Linked DNA regions of Gasterosteus aculeatus: region 2 is linked to region 1. Evidence: chromatin contacts called from public Hi-C data. All regions are on one chromosome and are shown on one strand. Each heading gives the region's core, a stretch centred on a gene start, on an enhancer-like site or on the middle of the called end of the contact. The rest is flanking DNA. Distances are from core to core; before and after follow the strand shown. Region 1 overlaps kcnq1.2 (potassium voltage-gated channel, KQT-like subfamily, member 1.2). Region 2 holds the start of cdkn1bb (cyclin dependent kinase inhibitor 1Bb).

The links. Hi-C and Micro-C count contacts between places; a contact is called where the count stands out from the background.
Region 2: a contact with region 1 is called in a Hi-C map of skeletal muscle, with 8 times the contacts expected there. The contact joins the promoter of cdkn1bb here to the enhancer-like site in region 1. A contact is called at or near these places in 2 of 6 Hi-C or Micro-C datasets (skeletal muscle and tail fin).

The regions. Positions count from the first base shown.
Region 1 is chrX:20,981,403-20,984,362 of fGasAcu3.hap1.1, forward strand. All of the region lies in intron 13 of kcnq1.2 (potassium voltage-gated channel, KQT-like subfamily, member 1.2), which reads left to right. Among protein-coding and RNA genes, the nearest start is that of LOC144383759, 18 kb to the left of the region's middle. Within about 2 kb of position 1,524, at least 3 of the 9 cell types and tissues checked have open chromatin away from gene starts, as enhancers often do.
Region 2 is chrX:21,071,734-21,074,693 of fGasAcu3.hap1.1, forward strand. cdkn1bb (cyclin dependent kinase inhibitor 1Bb) reads right to left here and starts at 1,455. Exons shown (of 3, transcript XM_078082996.1): 1 at 601-1,455; 2 at 291-418. The coding sequence starts at 1,045. The coding sequence ends at 303. yars2 (tyrosyl-tRNA synthetase 2, mitochondrial) reads right to left here. Exons shown (of 5, transcript XM_040162609.2): 5 at 2,906-2,960.

The sequences.
Region 1 (2,960 bases), core at 274-2,773:
CTTCTTATAATAGTCTAATTAAAAACAGCTAAGCCTTAAAACATAACAGACAAAACCTCTGCACCAACTGTAGAATATGACCTCTGGCCACTAAAAGATAAAAGAGAAATAGTCCTCTTTAGGACAGTTTGAACCAAATGTATAATTTAGTTAACTCCATGTGTAATAAAATGTAGTTGTAAAGGTTCAATATAATGTTATTCCTTTGATAGATGTTGTATATCTTGAATCACTTCAGTGCAAGGGGGGGGGGGGCGGCAGTATTTCAGCTTTAGCCTCGAATCTAAAACTTCTTCTGAAACTTAATATTTATCTTTATGTAACTGCATTATGAAGCACAACAGAAGAAGCTCGTCTTACGTGGTCATATATGGTTGAATACTGTCACAGGTTACGTGGGAGGGAAAAGCAGGACAGCAGCGTGTGGGAGGGGGGGGGGGGCACACAACCCCCCCTCCCCTCTCTGACCAGCAGGCTGTGCTGTAGCGACACCGCTCCTCCCTTCTCCTCTCCTCATCGGACACAACCACCAGTCTCTTCTTTTTTGTATTTTTCATTTGATATTTCTGCTTCTCTGCCGGATGTCCACCGAGTGTAGGAAGGAAGGAAGCGTAGGAAGGAAGGAAGGAAGCGTGCAGCGTTGAGCTCAAGTGGAAATGTGTGTTTTCGTGAGTTCGGTGTCTGCAGTCGGGTGTGCCCGTTACCGAGACCATCAACACCTCCACGGTGACCCGGGTCAACACCCTCCGCCCGCCAGTCATGATGCACTTTGGCGTCTCTGGTGCACTTTTCCATTCTGGAGCAAGAAAGAAGGAAAGACAACAATTGACGTAACCGCACTTTCCCTCCTCACATCGGAGCTGTTTTTCTCTCTGTGCTCCGGAGCAGTTTTCAGGCCTTCTGATTGGGTCGACCCGCGAGTGAAAGCTGTGGTGTGCAGGTTCCAAAACAGTTGGTTTCAGATTAAGATTGTGAGCTGGCACTTTTATCTTTGATTATGGAGCAAAGCCTGCAAGTGTTTGTGTTTCTCTGAGTTTGGTACGTTACTCCTCGCAGCGTAGCGTATTTTTTCCATTTTCTTCCTTCTCCTTCTCTCTTTCTTTCACCCTGGCTTCAGTTCAAGTCCTAGCAGTAGTCAGTTTCAGGAAATGCACGGCGCTCTATTGGGAAGTGAGGTATCTGCCTCTGGGCCAGCAGCCTCTCTTTTTCTTTTTTTTTTTCTTAATTATTTTTATCGGCTGCTTACGGGAAGCAGAGCTCCTTCGTGCACACGGTTCTGTTCACTCAGCCCTCTCCAATCTTACTATGATTGCATGCAGATTGCCATCCACTGGCTGCACGGATAGATGCACATGTAAATGAAAGAATAGCCGGAGGGATGCATGTGCACACGCACACACACACACACACACACACACACACACACGCGCGGCACCACACACTCAAACCAAGCACTGTTCTCCCCTCGCCGTAATCCCAATGCTTTGTTGGACTTGTGATTGTTGCAGGGGCCATATTGTTACTGCTGTGAAACAACGTGAGCACGCTATACCCCCCCCCCACCAGTCCACACCCAACCCTCGCACACTTTACGCTCCCAAACACAGTAAAAGGCGACGGAACCGGCCTCACGTGATCCGCGGAGCGCCGCCGTGGAAGTGTGTGCAGAAAAGCAATGAAAACAAAGCCGTATGTTTTTTGGCGGGGAGCTTGAGTGTGATGTGTGAACAGGGTGTGTGTGTGTGTGTGTGTGTGTTTGTCGGAGTGGGGAGAGCAGCTCGAGTCCAAACAGGATAATGTAGTACACGGGAGCACAAATTCTTCCCTCAGCGCTTTGGCTGTGTGGGTTCAGGACGGACTTGATGACAAGCAGGCAGAATCCTCTGCGTTGTCTCTCACACACACACACACACACACACACACACACGATCTCCTTGCCTCCTATCAGATAACTGACTCGATAGCCGGCCTCCCTTTCTACAAGGGGGAGTTTCCTGAGGAGAGAGCAAGGTCCATAGAAATACAACCCAATCTGTCAGTTCACACAACAAACACATCTCAAGTTCAGCATTTTGAGCTACTTAAATACTAGACAAATGGGGTTTAACATTTCGGAATAATTTGCCCCCTTTAACATTAGACCTGCTCCTTTTTTGCCTTGGCTCAGACTTTCACTCACTTTAAAATGTTTTGCTCTGTGCAGATCCCACCACAGTGGACTGGATGCAATCTGATCAATGTTCCATAGAAACCAGCGGCCTGACATGTTTTTATAGAGTAACACTTAAACCGGACAGATGTTGTTTAAAGATTCAGGCCATTGTCAGAAATTCACCTCACAGCGAGCTGAGGCTCGGAGATGGAAGCGGATCGCAGTGCGTGACGGTTAGAACCCGCTGTTTGTCCTCTCGCTCCGTCCCGGGTCCTTCATCCGGACTGGTTTCCGTGCGTCCTTGTCCACTCCGCACAGAGACAGTCGTGAGACGGTGCTGAGACAGGCGGACACGTATGTAGCTGGAGAGTTTGAGTTTTGATATAATGTGTGTCATTTAATTTTGGGTCAAGACCAACAATTCTTATGTTCCTCCCTTCCCGTGTGTGTTGTTTGGACAAGAAATCAGACCTTGTTAGTGGCCTGAATGTCATTAGTAAATATGACTATATGAAATCTAAACTGAGTCCTAATTTGTGACTGAACACAGTCATTTTTATTCAAACAAAAGAGCCATGATGTTGTTATTGAATTTGTTTTTCCCCAATTTGTTTATGGAACCATAAGAAATAATAATCATTTTTTTCCAAAGTATCTAGAAGTAGTTTTTGTTCATTTAGTGGGCCTAATAATGCATGCACACCGTGGGGATGGTGAAGTATTATTTGTTCAGATTTTTTTTTTTTTTTTGTGTAAATCCCAAAAGGTCAAGTAATGTGTGTGTAAAGTACATTTTACTGATTTTATT
Region 2 (2,960 bases), core at 205-2,704, 90 kb after region 1:
AATTAAAACAGGCTTTTTCCTTTATTCATTATTTTAAAGCTTTGTTCATGTGGGCAGCGGGCATTTACTCACACGATGGACGAAAAGCTCATCTAATCGGCAACTGAATTGAATCAGAGTTAAATGAATAACGCGAACAACGCCGCCGAGTGGGATGCGTTAAAAACACCACGTGATCGCATCTTCAAATACACGATCAAACGGTGGATTCACATTGTGCAGCTGGGACAGACTTCTGTACACTGACTCCAGCATACAAACATCGAATAAAGGCAGAGTGGTCCGCTTACCGTCCGCGGGGCTCACGTTTGCCTCTTGGGACTCGTCTTTCTGGGCGTGTGTTCTGCAGAGCGGCTCCGGCTCGGACAAGTGACCTCATCGGAGCTGCTGTGTGATCTCTTATTTGGGGCCGAGGGGTCTGCAAAGGCAAGGCAGTCAGTTACAAAATATATATATATATATATATATATATAGAAAAGACACAAACAATAATAATAAAAACAGATCCCCGGTGCCCAAAGAGCGTTACACGACCCCTGGGATCGAGGCGCTGCCCGGTTACCTGCCAGTGGTCATTTGGTTACGAAGCCAGGAACTCACCGTGACACGCCGGTCTTTTCCTCATTCCGGTGCACTGTTCCGTGCATTCCATGTGTCCATCGGACCGCTCGGTGTCCTCGCTCGAAGACAGCACCACGCAACTATGATTCCCGTTTAGATCCACCTTGTTATTCCCGGCGGAGCAGACGCCCTTCTTCTCCCTCCGCGGCGGCTTGTTGTAGAACTCCGGGACGTCTCTGCAGTCCACCAGCTCCCACTTGATCCTCCCGTGGACCAGCGGCCTGTGATTGGCGAAATCGAAGCCCCACTTGGCGGAAGCGACCTCTTCCATCTCCCGAAAATGTCCCTTTAATTCCCTCTTTAACCCTTCGTGATCCGCCTGGCCGAAGAGGCTCCTGCAAGCCGACGGCTTCGGGTGATCCGACACCCGGGAGTCCGTCCGCTCCAGAGTCGGGCTCCCGTTGGATAGTCGAACATCTGACATTTCCCCCCCACCTGCCCCGCCCCCCTCCACCAAAAAAAGAAATACGGGATTTGGGTTTCTTGCAAACAGTCGGGAACGTCCAGTTTTCACGAGAAAAACTAAACCACAACAATACGGGCCAGCGCTCGGTGAACAGCGGGTGTCTCCTCGACGCTGCGCGGGATCCAAAGCGAGCGTAAAAGGACTTAAGCCATGAGTGGACTGCGTGCGCGCGTCGGGGCTCGAAGGGGGGCGGCCGCCGCTGCTCTTCCGAAGCACAGTGCGCGGATATTCTGCTCGAGGAAGACCGGGAACCGAAGCCGTTCGCGTCCAACTCGTCCCGCAGGCGAGAGCAAGTGCGGACCGACCTCAGTACCCAATATGGCGATTGAGCGATGTAGCGTTGCTCGGGATTGAGAGTAGAGCCTGACTGGGGTAGGGGGCGGGGTGATTGACACACACACACACACACACACACACACACACACACACACACACACACACACACACACACACACACACACACACACACACACACACACACACACACACACACACACACACACACACACACACACACACACACACACACACACACACACACACACACACACACACACACACACACACACACACACACACACACACACACACACACACACACACACACACACACACACACACAAAGCTATTTAAATGCCGAGAAGGCGGCTCATTGGTCAAGGTGCTTAAGACCCGCCCACTTCTCTTAAGGTAGACCAGCTAGTTCCCGAAGGGTTGCAACACGACCCGTCTGTTAGCCGCACAAAACTGCTTCAGGGCATCGGTGCTTGTCCAACTAGAAAAAAAAACTAACATTTTAACTAATTGGCTGTAAAACTAACTGCATCCTTATGGGAAAACGATGCTGGTCTTCCAGGCCTGAGTTTAAGACATTAAATATTTTTTGTTCAATATAACCGACCTCTTAGAAATCGACTACATATATAAGTACATATATTATTCCTAAAATACAAATGTATAGAGACGTTATGGAGGCAGTCTTCAATGAATACGTTAGAATGGAGATGTTTATACATTTCCCACACTTATAAATAACATTATTGAATCTACATGTATGCTTCAATTTGTCGACTTGTGATGCAGTAGATATACCCCCTCCAAGTCAAAACTATCAAGCAATGGCCAAAACCCCAATCTGTAAATTGGGTGGAAGTATATCCTTGTGTCACAGTATTTCCAACAATCCTCTGGAGCTGAGAAGCGTAAGTGAAGGTCAGCAGATCCTGTCTTGATCTCCACTGGCCACAGCAGTGATAAAAGAGATGGGTAGATGAAAGAGAAAGAAATGCACATCTGCCCTTCAAGAAGTCTACAAATGTAGAAGAAAAAAAAAAAACTATGAGAAAAAGAAAAAGAAAAAAAAAGAACAATAACGGGCATAGGCACAAAATTGATATCTTTAAGCTCACCACATTGAGAACAAATACCGATATTTAAATACAAAATTCTAGAAATGGGAATATCAAATTTATGAAACGTGAAAATAATCTACAAGCAAGATCGATTCATTTTAGAAATCCTCCCAAAACTTGTATCTTTCTCTCTAGTACAATTTACACTAAGGCAGGAAAAACAGCCACACTGACGCAGATGTTGGCCTCGTGTTACCATCGAATAAAATAAATTAAACAGGATGTGCTAAACATAGAACGATAACCTATTTGCGAGAAATGATGCAATTGAATTTTACTGTGGGCAATTATTTACGGATGTGGTAGCAGTGGCCTACGCGGTGCAGCGGTTTGACTGGGACAACGCTGCCCTCTAGTGTTCGCTGTCCAGAACTGTAGAAGTACAAAGTCAGCACGCGACAATCTGTACATCACACGCCTTTTAATAATACCATTGCATCGGGTAAACGTCCCATCTGTGC